Linked DNA regions of Gossypium hirsutum: region 1 is linked to region 2. Evidence: chromatin contacts called from public Hi-C data. All regions are on one chromosome and are shown on one strand. Each heading gives the region's core, a stretch centred on a gene start, on an enhancer-like site or on the middle of the called end of the contact. The rest is flanking DNA. Distances are from core to core; before and after follow the strand shown.

Evidence for each region. A called contact is a pair of places that touch in the nucleus more often than the background predicts.
Region 1: a contact with region 2 is called in a Hi-C map of leaf, with 4 times the contacts expected there. The contact joins the promoter of LOC107962318 here to the enhancer-like site in region 2. A contact is called at or near these places in 4 of 34 Hi-C or Micro-C datasets (leaf and petal).

What each region holds. Positions count from the first base shown.
Region 1 is chrA06:99,187,315-99,194,977 of Gossypium_hirsutum_v2.1, reverse strand. It overlaps LOC107962318 (ketol-acid reductoisomerase, chloroplastic), which reads right to left and starts at 2,535. Exons shown (of 10, transcript XM_016898658.2): 1 at 2,108-2,535; 2 at 1,898-1,990; 3 at 1,610-1,675; 4 at 1,390-1,530; 5 at 890-1,117; 6 at 669-786; 7 at 425-564; 8 at 165-332; 9 at 1-33. The coding sequence starts at 2,395.
Region 2 is chrA06:98,275,343-98,282,228 of Gossypium_hirsutum_v2.1, reverse strand. No RefSeq gene overlaps it. Among protein-coding and RNA genes, the nearest start is that of LOC107962141, 11 kb to the left of the region's middle. Within about 2 kb of position 1,953, at least 2 of the 9 cell types and tissues checked have an H3K27ac peak or open chromatin away from gene starts, as enhancers often do. A contact at or near this core is called in leaf, where this site is marked.

The DNA of each region.
Region 1 (7,663 bases), core at 1,286-3,785, 910 kb before region 2:
ACCCATAGGGAAGGCAGGTAGGCCCTCCTTTTCCTGTAAACAATTCTTAGTCAGCCATCAAGCAAGATTTTTCTTAACTGAGAACCGACTTTAAGCAATGAAAGTTTCATGGAATAAGGATGTATAACAAGCAAACTGACAAAAACACAGTGTCATAAACATACATAAAACCGACGCCCAGCCAAAACAACACTGCGAATCTCGCTTCCACTTGCAACATCTTCGTAACACTCATATAGGATTTCCATGCAAGGATAATATGAGGCACTGTAAGCGACCTCAAATCGCTTTTTGCCTTCCTCGGACAATGAGTTGTATACAGCTAGCATACCCTATGGAAACAAACACAGAAATTGGCCACAACAGGGATCTGTAAGTAAGAATTCCAAAGAGAGGAGAGAGCATAGCAAGCAACATGGATCACCTTTGTTGAAATGGTCTTTGACACAATTCCTGTTATGCACTCAACGGTGTTTTTGTAAGCCAATTCTTCACTCATTCCATCCTCCACATACCTTCTAAACAAGCATTCAACAACCCCATGAACAGCACCTAGCAAGATGCCTGCAGAAAGAAGAAACAACAACACGCTTTAGGCATTAATTTTTTTTAAACAAAAGATGAAAAATAAGCACGGTTGACAAAATAACACAAACAACTCAGCTCACCTCTCTCCCCAAAAATGTCACTTTTGTATTCCTGCTCTAATGTGGTGGCGAATGTAAAAGGAGAACCAAGGGCAACCGACCATCCCAAGGCCACATCTGTAGCTCTACCATCAACATCCTGCTCCAAATTAGACATTGTCATTTAAGCATGCTTTTTTGAAAAGGTTTAGTTTTGACATTCATTTAGACTAAGTTGAATATATGATCAAGAGATAATCAACCTGATGGACAGCAAAACTAGCATTAATTCCAGCGCCATTTATCTCTTTTCCCTGAACATAAAGTCTCCTCACAGAAGGTCCCATTCCCTTCGGGCAGACAGCAATTACACTGATGTTCTTAGGAAAATCAAGCCCCAACGATTGTAAATGGCCAAGAAGAAATCCATGGGAAAGCCCAAGGATGCTATTTGGCTTCATGTGGGAGAAGACCTTTTCATAATTATCCGCCTAGATAACATAATTCAGAAAATAAAGCTTCATAAGAACAAACCAAAAAGTGCAGAGAGCCTATGAATCATAGTGCATGTAAGTCTTAAGCATTTACAAGTTGTCACAAATCAGTCTAACAGACTTGGAAAAATTTTTCATGTGAGTCATATATTGGCATCAGAAAGATGTCTGCTATGGGCATGCAGCTTATACAATTAGCCAATGCTAACCATAACCAATAGCCAATATTTAAAACGCAGAAATAGAAAACATGAGAGCAGCTTAGCAACCTGTGCAGAATCAGAGATCAACAATAACACGAGATCACTTCCAGCAACAGTTTCCCATATGTCCCCCAGAGTTCCGTTCTCTTCAGTAAATCCTGCAGCACGGGCTTCAGCAAAGGAGCGAGAGCCTTTCCTCAACCCAATCTGTAATCATCATCAAGTAACAGTACATTTAGTCAAATCAATGAATGCAAAATAAAATGCAGTGAGAATTCGAGCTTGCCTTCACAACAATATCAGATTTTGCCTCTACAAGAGAATCCCTCAGATTCTGTGCTTGAGCTGGCCCCTAAAACCATATTTTAAACCACGTTTTAGTTAAGGGAATGTAATATTCGGATATACGATTAATGAACATTTGCAAAATAAAAACCTGAAAGACTTTCGTGGTCAATGAAAACTGAAAAGCATGCTTTTGATCTTCATAATTATGAAATGGTGGGGAAAAAGGTTTCCCTTTTGCTTTTATTTACAGGGAAAAAGAAAAGGAGAAATGTTGTAAATTAATAACCTGAGAACCCCAACCAATAACACCAATCTGTTTGATTCCCTTAAAAGCATCATCCAATAAAGGGAACAAATGCCGTCCTCCTCTCACAATGTACTGCCAAATACCCAAATCCATCAATATATATGAAAATAATCAGCAAACGGAACTGAAAAGCAAATGCAAAAGAAGAAGAAAAAGAAATGAAATGACTTAATTAGGGGGTCAGTTAACCTCTTCGTGATCAGCAAGAGAGATCTTTTCTTTCTGGAAAACGGAGGTATGGAAGTCAAGCGATGTCGTCTCAGACACTGCCGAAGGGACTGTCCCCATCTTGGCGACGATGGCGTTGGTCCTTGTAGAGACATGATGAGCTATCAGTGATTTTGGAATCGGCGAATAACGTGAGGACGATGATGATGTAAAGCGTGTTTTGAGGACGGTTGATTTGGTCGATGAAGATATCGACGGTGTAGAAAGGAGTGCGGCTTTAAAGGAAGTGGTTGTAGTGGTGGCGGCCATTGCTGAAAGACGAAAGCTGGTGTGAGAGACGGTTTCGAACTGGACTTAGGTTTATGTGCTGAGCACCAACTTTGGCTTTTTTTATAAGGGGGTGAAATGGTTGGTGAGGTTTTTGTTTTTTTCGAAGAGCATAATATGGGTTGGTGTTTTTTTTCTTTTTCATTTTAATTTAAATGGAAAATTGTTTCTGCACTGTTTGTTACAAATATGACAAAGTATTTTATATGATAAAAATAGAAAAAATAGAAAAAAATATTTGATACAATATTTTAAACTCGATAAATAAATGAAAAAATATAAGTATTTTATAAGGTATAATAAAATATTAAATAAATAAAATGAGATATATTACAGTTTTTTTATTTTATTTACGTTATTATAAAAAAGTACACAATCAATGTACTAAATGATTTAAATATATAAATAAATATAACATTGTTTACCTCCTTAATTTATTTATGGAGTAAAAAAACCGGTAAGCGGTATATTAAATAATTATCTAATATATATTAACTTATTTATTTGAAAAATAGTTTTTTTAAGTTCAAAAAAAACAATATAATTATAGTACAATTAGAAATACATGTAGGAATAATTATAGAATAGAACCAAGCTAATATAAAGTTCAAACTTACAAAGAAGTAAATAATTTAGTGACTTATCAAACTAAAATTCACATATGACAGTTACACATGATACCAACTTTTACTAATAATACCAAGATATTATTAGCCTATATTAATTAATTATGATAATTATATATTAACTAATTATGGTGAATTTATATTATGAAAATTAATTACAATAAATATAATAACTAATTATAGTGAATTTACATTAATTATGATAAATGTATTAACTATTAACTATTTGTGATATATATTAACTAATTATGGTAAATATATAATATGATACATATGTAAATTAATTATTGTGCATCTTCTCAATGACTTGTATAAATTATGGAGTAAACTACTAAACAGTCACTTTTGTTTCCTTCAGGTTATATTTTAGTCACTTATATTTGAAATGTTACGTTTTAGTCACTTATGTTAACGTGTTATAACATTTTAGGCACTGAGCTATTAATTGTCATTAATAATGTAACGGTAAGCTGACATGGCATGTTAAATCATCATTTCAAACAAAAATTTTAAGTTAAATTATACAATTAGTCCCTATATTTTATTTTCGTTTTGAGCAATTTAATTTTCTTCTTTTACGTTAAAAGAGATGAAAAAGGGAGGGAAATAGAGGGAGAAGCATAAAAGAAAGGAAAATGAAGAAAAAAAGAGAAAGTTGAAAGAACATAAAAGAAAAAAAATGCTCAAAACGAAAAAATATGGTGACTAATTGTATAATTTAACCTAAAATTTTTGTTTAAAATGATGATTTAGCGTGCCACATCAGCTTATTGTTACACTGTTAAAGAAAATTTACGGCTTAGTGACTAATATGTTACAACACGTTAACGTCAGTGACTAAAACGTAACATTTCAAACATAAGTGACTAAAATGTAACCTAAGAAAAACAAAAGTGACTATTTTGGAAGTTTACCCTAATTTAATTATAGTAGTCGATTAATGAAAGCTGCCACTAGAGATCATAAGTTCTTTTTAAATTTCTAATGTTTTTTTTATTATTTTAATAAGTGGTAGGATTTAATTTAAGTTTATTTTAAATATTAATTTTTTCTTAATTTATATTATAATAATATAAACTATTAAAATTTAAATATTACAAAAATATAATATTACTAAAACATTACAAATTTTATAATAAATAACTATAAAATATTAAAATTGATAAATATAATTTAACATGTACATTACACGAAATAAAAAATATATAGTATAAAAACTAAATTAGAATTCTGAAGTAAAGAAGGAAACAATTAACATTATATGGTAATTAAAGATCAATTAACATTATATGATAAAATATTGCAACAAAATAGTTTATATCTATTTTCTAGGGGTTTTTTAAGTTAATTTTTTTAGAGGGGAGTGATGAGTGGAACGATTCCTACGGTGGATTTCGTGGCAGGTGCTAATAACTCGGGTTAGACTAGTGGTATTGGAAGGGCCACAAAGAAAGTTCGCAATAGACCGGAAGTATAGTTAGATTTTAATGACCCGGTGTGGATAATAATAGCCAGAGGATTTAGTCAGAGATTCCGAAGGCGTCGTACAAATCAACCATCTTAGGGGTTTCCTTAGAGAAGAATAATGGTGGCTTTCTAGAAGAGGAGTTTACACTTTTGGATGGCGGCGCTGTTACTTAAGTGATTAAAGTGTTCCGTCGATTACATTCTCTAACAGAGTGTAGAAGCTTATCCAACGATGAATGACCAATACAGTTCTTGTGAAATTACTGGGGGGAAGGATTGGTTTTAATGTTTTGTTAAATAAAATCAATTTACTGTAGGATCCTCAGTGTCTGATCCAACTCATGGATCTTGAGAATAATTTTTATCTGGTTCGTTTTTAGGATGAATCTGATTATAATAAGGTATTAGTAGGAGGGTCGTGGGTAATTTTTGGCAGATACTTGACTATTCGGCCATGGTTACCGAAGTTTTCAACAAGTTAGAATGGTATTGAGTCGCATGTTGTTTGGATTAGGTTACCTGGTTTGCCTGAAATGGTATTGAGTCACAGGTTGTTTGGATTAGGTTACTTGGTTTGCGTGAAGGTTATTACTCAGATTGCCTCCTAAGGGTGATTGGTCAGACATTGGTCCGGTGGTGAAGCTAGATGTTCAAACGGATTGTGCTTGCAAGGGATGATTTGTACGGCTGGTAGTCTATGTTGATTTGAAGAAGTCGTGGTGTCAAAGGTATAAATTAATGGTCGTCTCTAATGTGTTGAATACGAAGTTTTACCAAATATATGTTTCCAATGTTGTATATACGGACATGTAGTGGACATTTTTCCTGAGATTACGACGGATTCATCGGTGGAGGAGTCAGGTTGTGCTTGATCGGTCATGGAGAAGTCGTAGATGGTGGTGGAGAGACGGAGAGGGCGTAGCAGGCTTTCAGTGAAGGAAGAAACGGCAGTTCCGGGGGACTTGTTAGGGGACTCGCTTTGTGGCGTTGGAGGTTAGTGAATGAAAGATTTCTGCAGGGTTTAATGGCGAGATTAATGGGAGTGATGAGGTAATGACTAAAGAGAAGTCTAACGGTGATGGGGATATAGGGTTAGGGTTTCCAGAAAAAGATGTTATTGAGGCGAAAGGGAAGCACGCCAAGCTAAAGGCTAAGGGGAAAAAGTGGTAATGGGGAGTGGGCCAAAGTCGGCCTTGAAGGTTTTGAAGCCCAATAATGGAAGCTTGGGTATGAATTTGAATATTGGGCGGGGTGGTTTTGATGATGGATCGAGGTTGGGCCAGGTGGGTGCCATTGATAAAGGGAAAGCTATAGTGATAGAAAAAGTGAAAATTTTGGCTAATTTAAATAAGAAGAAACATGCAGCAGTTCGAATTGTAGAGAAAGAAAAAATGGTAGTTAATACTGACAAAGAGAATGAGATTTTTATGTTTGGTAAAACGAGCTCTCCCATAGCACAACAATTGCGTGCTAACATTACTCGCTATAAACAGTGAGGGGAACCGCCCGATGAAACTTTTAGGATCTAGGAGCAGCAATCAATTGATCTCCAATTAGCAATAGAGGGTTTGGTTTGTGATCTCGAAAGGAATCCAAACAAATATGTTATGGTCTCGGATCCTCAAGTTGTTGAGGAAAGTATGATTGTGGATGACACTAATGGTGTTGAGGTTATTGTCAGAATTTATTGTAGTCTTATTTCGGGTTTGGCTTGTAAATTTCCTTATTTTTTATGAACACTAAAATAATTTGTTGGAATTTCCAAAGAGCAGGACATCCTCATTTTTACAATTTTGTTAAAGAATATAAGAAGGAGTTTTCGCCAAATTTATTTTGTTTACTTAAACCCAGAGTTAGTGGAGCTAGGGTCGATGATATTATTACAAAAATTGGATATCCAAATTCTCTTAGGGTGGAAGCGAATGGTTTTGCTGGGGGGATTTGGTTGTGTTGGAATGGGGATTTAATGGTGGATATTTTTAATATACATTCTCAAGTGGTTCATGTTAAAATCTGTAGTATGATGAGCTCGGATCATTTCTTTTGTTCTATTGTCTGTGGGAGTCCTCATGCTGCGAAGAGAAGGGAGTTGTGGCATTTTCTTAGCTCTCTAGCTATTTTGGTGGAAGGACCTTGGATGCTTGCCGATGATTTCAATTCTATTCTTGATGGAGATGAAAGAAAAGGTGGGGCTTCTATTTCACATGTAGGTTGCAAATGGTTTGGAGAGTTTTTGTTCGATAATGCTTTGCGAGATCTGGGTGCTAGTGGTGCCAAGTTTACATGGTATAGAGAGGTTTGTCACAGAAACTTAACAGGGTTATCTGTAATTCGGAGTGTGATTCATTTTTTCCATAATGTTCAGTAAGGAACCTTCACAAACTGAAATCTGATCATAGACCGATATTAATTTCTCTTAAGCCGAGCATTAGCAAAGGTTAACCTTTCAGTTGTCTTGCTAGTTGGATGTCTCATATGGATTTTGGCAACATTGTTAATAGTAGCTATAATAATGAGTTAGCAGTTGGTGATAATTTGGAAAGCTTCCAGGAATCTGTTAAGGAATGGAACTTTAGCAGCCCGATGTTAAGGCTAGTCAAAATAGTGGTCTCGAGACCACAAATCTAAAATTAGAGAAATTATTTTATTATCAAAATAGAGTCATAGCATGGTTATTATAGTGCATGAAAAATTTGGTGGATTAATTTTAGCGTTTATGAGCCCAATTGTGAAAAATGACTAAATCGCATAAAGTGCAAAAGTCTTAAATTGATAGCTAAAGGTGTTAAATAGTTAGAGAACTAAAATTTGGGGTCTTTAAAAGGAAAATAGACCCTTGGAAGAAGGCGTAGCCCGGCCATAGAGTCAATGAGGAGACAAAATTGCCAAAATTAGGTGAGTTGGTGACCAATTTTGACTAGATTAAAAATAAAATAAAGGGAAAAGATATCATCTTTTTCCCATCTTCTTCTCCATTGAATTTTTAGCAAAAATTAAGGGTTTGAGAACTTAAAATTTTAAGTAGCTTGAAGCACTCACAAGTAAGTGTTTTCCATACCCTTTGTTGATGATTTTTGTATTTTTATACCCTTGTAGCATGAGCTTTCAAATGAGGGGTTTATCTTGCAAAATGGTTGAAGGTCTAGGGTTTTTCCAT
Region 2 (6,886 bases), core at 704-3,203:
ATTTTATTAATATTAAATACTTTTAAAAATAAAAAAATCATTTTTAATATAATAATATTAAGCTTAAGTTAATTTTTATATTAAAAATAAAATCACCCATAAAAACTATTTTTTAGAAAATGATTTGTGCTTTTTAAAAAGATAACTCATCCTATAGGAAAAATAAAAAATTTTCATTAAACAAATACAGAAAAATGTAAAAAAAAATCTGAAGCTATTTTAAGTAAAATAAACGGAGCCTTAATATAGGAATAATTGCCTAGTTAATGTCCAATGTGGAAACAATTAATAAGTTCAAATCCTAATACGAGAATAATTATCATATTTAGACCCTAAATAATAACTTAATCTTAAAATTAATTAATTATTGAATTAGTTATTCAATTTATTACTTATCAAAGTTTAAATCTTAAAAAAAATCCCAAGAACAACATTCAAAATTATTCTTCGACTATGTCATTTTTGTCGTTCTTCTGCTTTGAACATTTCACTTTCACTTTATTTGTGGACTCATTTGGCAGACAAATAGTTTTTGTGCTTTAAACTGTAGTAGTGAATCCCATCTAGAAGTTCTTGCGCCATTTCTTTTGACAGCCACGAAAGTGACCATAATAATTTAGCATCAGAAAAGAAAAAAAAAATCCATGAAGGTGGACGTGATAAGCACCTCAGACCATTGTTTACCAGATAATATATATTTATATATATAGCATCTGTTCTTGCATAAAATGATTTGCTGCAATTTGTCGTTATATGGGGTGACATTATTTGAGCAAATGATGCTCCTTTCATTTCTTCAATTAATCAATGATTTCATTCAATGGTCGTATAAATTATTGTCATAGAGACATTATAGTCAATCGTTGTAGTTGAATTTTCTTAGAATGTAATAATGTGATGTAAAGGACAAATTCCCAAGTGTACACGGTTAGAATGTAGTTGAATATCCGTATGTATTCAGATACCCTTTAGTTAAGACGGCAACGCACGAATGGAATCTATGAAGCTTGATAGGTAGTATTTGGACGGATGTTGTGGTGGGAAGAAAATTCCACATTCCCGTTTTGATTATTCTGCCATGTCCTGCTCATTGAATAAGTACCATCACATGTTTGGAATTGGTGACCATCTTATTTTGTGGTCTTTGAGGTTGCTATAGATGATGCTTTATTTGGTAAAATAGTTCTAAGAGGCAGGGTAATTAAAATTTGATTTAATTTTAAAAAAAATTAAATTTTGAGTTAATTGTATTGAATTATTTGAGTTAATTCAAATAAGTAATTTAAGTTTTAAATTTGAGTAGTGTTGAATTTTTCAATTTAGATAACTCAAATAATTCAAATAATAAATTGGTGTAAATACTCATTAGTTCCTGTCAATTTTGAAAATAAACAAACTGGTCACTCTCAACAAAAATTACAAAAATAAATTCAAAATAATTTTCAAAAATTAAAAATATTTATAAAATTTTAAAATTTTATATTTTTTAAAATTATAAAAATTATAAAAAATTCTAAAGAATATGCAAAAAAAAATTCAAATTTAAAAATTTTCTAAAATAATAATTTTGAATACTTAAATAAGTTAATTAATTATTCAAGTTTATCGTACCAAAATTTTTATTATTATTATTTTGTTTTAAAAAATTTTCAAATATATTTTGTTTTAAATTTATATACTCTAATATAGAATCAATTATACTGTAACAAAATTAATTTGACATGTTTAATTTTTAACTTAAATAATTTCACTACTCAACTTAACTTGAATTTCATCTCACCCTACTTAATTTAGAAAAATTCAAATTGAATTAAAATAATAAAATAAAATTTATTAACTTAATTAACTTAAATTATTTCACTTGAATCAATTTGATGGAATACTCGCCCTTAACAAGAGGTGCATACGTGATCAGATGGTGCGCAACATAGGGATTGGGGTCAACTGTCAAAGTTTCGCATTCAAAGGTGTAGTAGTAGTAGACAACTCTTGCACGTCTAGATCATACTTTTACAATCAAGTTTGTCTTCGAGCATCTTATTTTTGTACATTATTTGTCTAATCATAATATATATACATACTATATTACATTGATGGAAAAGTAACGTGTTAATAAGTTTTTTTTGTTTAAGACGGATATTTTAATTATTATGAGTTAATAATTGATTTTTGTATAAAAGAATATATAATAGTCATCATTAGATAAAATATGATTGTATTTGGTAAATGAATTTAATCTAAAAAAATTAAAGGTATTCTATGAGGGTAATACATATGATAAAATAATTAGATGAACACTTAATGAGTGACTTTCATAATGATATACAATAAGAAGAGTTCAGTCATAGTACTTTAATACAATGACTCTATAACTAAATAAAATTGTAATTAATAGAAGAAGATTTGAAACTTAATTACAAGTTATTTTGAGTCCTAATTATAGATGTTCAATCAATTCATCTATTAGCTTGGTATAACATTGATGGTTTGTATTTGAATAGATGAGATGAATAAATGAAAATGAAAAATTAGATAAATAGACTGCATGTACCACATTCCGCAGTGGATGCGCTTTCGCACTATAATTAAGAGATGACTTAGATATTAAATTAATTTTTTTAAATTATTATTTAATTGATTGAAATTAAATAATTGAAGCTCAAAGTTGAAATTAAATTAATTAATCATCGCAATTTTATTAAACAAGTTAATTAAATATATTTACTTATAAGTTCTAGTATAATAAAGTTATCATGATTTTAATGAAATTAAAATTGAGTTGAGAAAATTATTTTAATTAATTAAATGAATAATAGTTTAGGAATAAATTTTTTTTATTGAGATGCTTAAATTATATAAGTTGATTTAAAAGACCAAATAACCCATATAATTGTACTTAATATATAAAAAAGTCTAATAAGGCCTAATACAGATGAGCGACAACCCTAGTTCCAAATAAGGGTGTGTCCCCTACCTCCCCTAGTCTTAGTAGGACTATGTATTTTTTTATTAAAATATTATTATTTGAATTCTTTTTGTTAAACTAAAACTAGTAATTTTCTCTATAAATAGATACTATTGGCTAGGTCAAAAACACCATCGCATAAAGTGCCGATATTCTGTCAAAATTCAGTGAGAAATATTATTCTAAATAAACTTTAAATTTTGAGAGAGTTCATCTTTCTATTTTTAGGCTTTAAGACATATTGATATTCTCACCGAGTATCAATAATTTTTTATAAGTGTTGTCCGGTTCGTGTTGTCTGGTTCGTGAATTAAAGCCTATACTTTGAGCAAATTAAGGTTTGAGAATAGTGGAAAAGGTTGTGTTGATTGAAAGCTCGGAACATTCTTTGTGTTGGTTGAAAGCTCGGAACATTCTTTACTGCCTATTCCAAAACACATGTACAAATTTGGTGAAAAGCTTATTGCTAAAATAACACAACTGCTCAATATTAGAAAAAATATATTTTCTGTTATGTCACAAAATTGTTTTGTAAACCAAAATTCTTAACAAAATGAATATGAAGGATATATATATATATATATGAATTTGAAAAAGAAAGATGTTTAAAATTTTAAGTTATGTGTATTCTTACCACTTTGGTGGATATTTTTAATCAATTATTACTTATTTAAATTTTTTAAAAAAATTGTTTTAATTTATATTGGTCATGATATAAATTTTCATATAATGTATCAAATTTACAAATAAATGATTAAAGATATGGAACATTTGTTACTTTTTTGAATTATAAATTTCTTATAATGTAGAAAAAATTGTACAAAACTTTTATTAATAAATAAAATATATTTAAATAAATACTCACAATTAAGTAAAAAAAAACTACTGTAAAAATAGAACGCCAATAATGATAATATATTGCAAATAAAAGAGAAAAAAAAGAACACACAGATTTTTACGTGGAAACTCTTTCGGGAAAAAAACCACGGGCAGAGGAGAAGAAAATTCACTATGTCAAATTTGAATGATTACAAGAGGAGTTTCGACTACATCTATTTATAGGTTGAAAAAACCTAATTCTAATCAAAGTCAAATATATTATGCTCATAAATGCTAAATATATTATACTCATAAATACTAAATCTTCTAGAAAGAAAATATATTTTGTTTAACTTGACTTGCAAGCAATCTCTTAAATTTTGGGTCATACAACTGTAACAATTTTCACCTTAACATGAATTCTCAATGAACAAGTTCTTCACCTCTTCCATAAAACCCCTTAAGGGTTTAACTTCAACAATGAACACCAAACAAGTCTAAGCAATGCTCAAACTTGGTTATTGGAAGTGACTTAGTAATCATATCTTTAGGATTTTCATGAGTAGTAATTTTGCTCACAACAATATCACCATGAGCAATAATATCACGAACAAAATGATGCCAAACATCAATGTGTTTTGTTTTCTCATGAAACATTTGATCTTTTGTAAGGAAGATGACACTTTGACTGTCACAAAATACTGTACTGATTTAAAGGTCTTCATTAAGTTCTCTAAAGAGTCCCTTCAACCGAATGACTTCTTTACAAGCCTTAGTAATCGCCATGTACTCAGCTTCAGTGGTAGACAAAACGACTGTAGTTTGCAAAGTGGCTTTCCAACTGATTGCGCAACCTCCTATTGTAAAGACATAACCTGTGAGAGATCTTCTTCTATCAAGGTCTCCAGCAAAATCAGCATCAACATACCCAATGACTCCATCTCTAGTTCTTCCAAACTGTAAGCAAACATCAGTAATACCTCGTAAGTATCTTAAAATCCACTAAACTACTTTCCAATGTTCTTTACCGAGATTCGTCATGTATCTGCTAACTGCACTGATTGCATATGATAAATCTGAACATGAACAAAGCATAGCATACATGAGAGATCCCACTGCATTAGAGTATGAAACATGTAACATGTACTCAATCTTATCACTTGATTGTGGAGATAAAACCTATGAAAGTCTGAAATGAGCTGCTAAAGGAGTACTAACAAACTTAGCACTCTGCATATTGAACCTGCAAAGAACTTTCTCAATGTACCCCTTCTGACTTAGGTACAATTTACTTGCTTTTCTATCTCTGAGAATCTCCATACCAAGTATCTTCTTTGTCGGTCTCAAATCTTTCATCTCAAATTATTCACTTAGTTGGGCTTTGACTTTTCTTATCTCTCCTTTATCTTTTGCTGCTATCAACATGTCATCAACATAAAGGAGTAGATACACAAAAGAACCATCACTGTTTTTCTTAAAGTAAACACAACTGTCAAAACTACTTCTTTTGAAATCATGAGAAGTCATAAAGGAATCAAACCTCTTGTACCATTATCTTAGTAACTGTTTCAAACCATAAAGGGACTTTTTCAGCAAGCAAACATGTCCTCTTTTTTTGAGACTGTAAAACCCTCTGGTTGTTGCATATAAATATCCTTTTCAAGTTCTCTATGCAAAAATGCAGTTTTTACATCTAACTATTCAAGCTCCAAATCATGCATGGCCACAATACCAAGCAAAGCTCGAATCGAACTATGCTTCACAGCTGGGGAGAACACATCTGTGAAGTCCACTCTTGGAATTTGACTGTAACCCTTTACAACAAACCTTGCTTTATATTTGGGTACTTCAACTCCTGGAGTCCCTTTTTTTTTAAACATTCATTTACATCGAACAACCATTTTACCTTTAGGAAGTTTCATAAGATCCCATATTTTGTTTTTGTTGAGTGATTCCATCTCCTCTTGCATAGCAAACATTCACTTTTCTGAGTCTTCATAGCTAACCGTCTCAAAATAATTAGATGGCTCTTGGTTTGCATCTATATCTTCAGCCACTTTTAAAGTATAAGCAGCTATATCAGCCTCGGCATACTTCTTTGGAGGTTTAATTTCTCTTCTAGTTCTGTTTTTGGTGATAGAGTATTATGGTAAAGAAGCAACTCTATTCTGAATTTTTGTACTGGCTTGAGGAGTCGACTCTATTGTAGATTCTGTATTAATCTGATGCTCTACCTGCTTTTAATTTTCTTTATTGGAAGAGTCTGTAAGAGATAAGTTAGGAAGCATAACAGTTTCATCAAAAACAATATCTCTACTAATCACAACTTTTCTATTTTCAAGATACCATAACTTATACCCTTTTACACCAACTTTATAACCAAGAAAAACCCATTTAATGGATCTCGCTTCCAATTTTCCATTATCAACATGAGCATATGCAGGACATCCACAGATCTTTAAATCAAAATAGTCAGTAGAATTACCATATCATACCTCTTGTGGAATCTTTTTCTCAATGGCAATGGATGGAGATCGGTTGATAAAAAAATATGCAGTAGAAGCTGCTTCGACCCAAAACGACTTTGGTAAGTTGATATTTGGCAATATACATTGAACCTTCTCCATGATCGTTCTGTTCATTCGTTCTGCAATGCCGTTTTGCTATGGAGTATGACAAACTGTCAAGTGTCTCACGATCCCTTCTGACTTGCATAGTTTATTAAACTCATCAGAACAAAACTCTAAGCTATTGTCTATGCGGAGCTATTTTATTTATTTTCCCATCTGTTTTTCAATCATAGTTTTCCAAGACTTAAATGTGAAAAACATCGCTTTTCTGCTTCAAGAAGAAAGCCCAAACTTTTCTGGAAAAATCATCAATAAAAGTTAGCATAAAATTAGCTCTACCTCTCGAAGGCACTCTGGATGGCCCCCACAGATCAGAATGAATATACTCCAACGTTCCCTTCGTGTTATGGATTCCTCTAGTGGATTGAACTCTCTTTTGCTTCTCAAAAATAAAGTGCTCACAGAAATTTAGTTTGCAAATTCCTTGCCCATCAAGAAGTCCTCTTTTGCCTAATTTTTCCATGCCATTCTC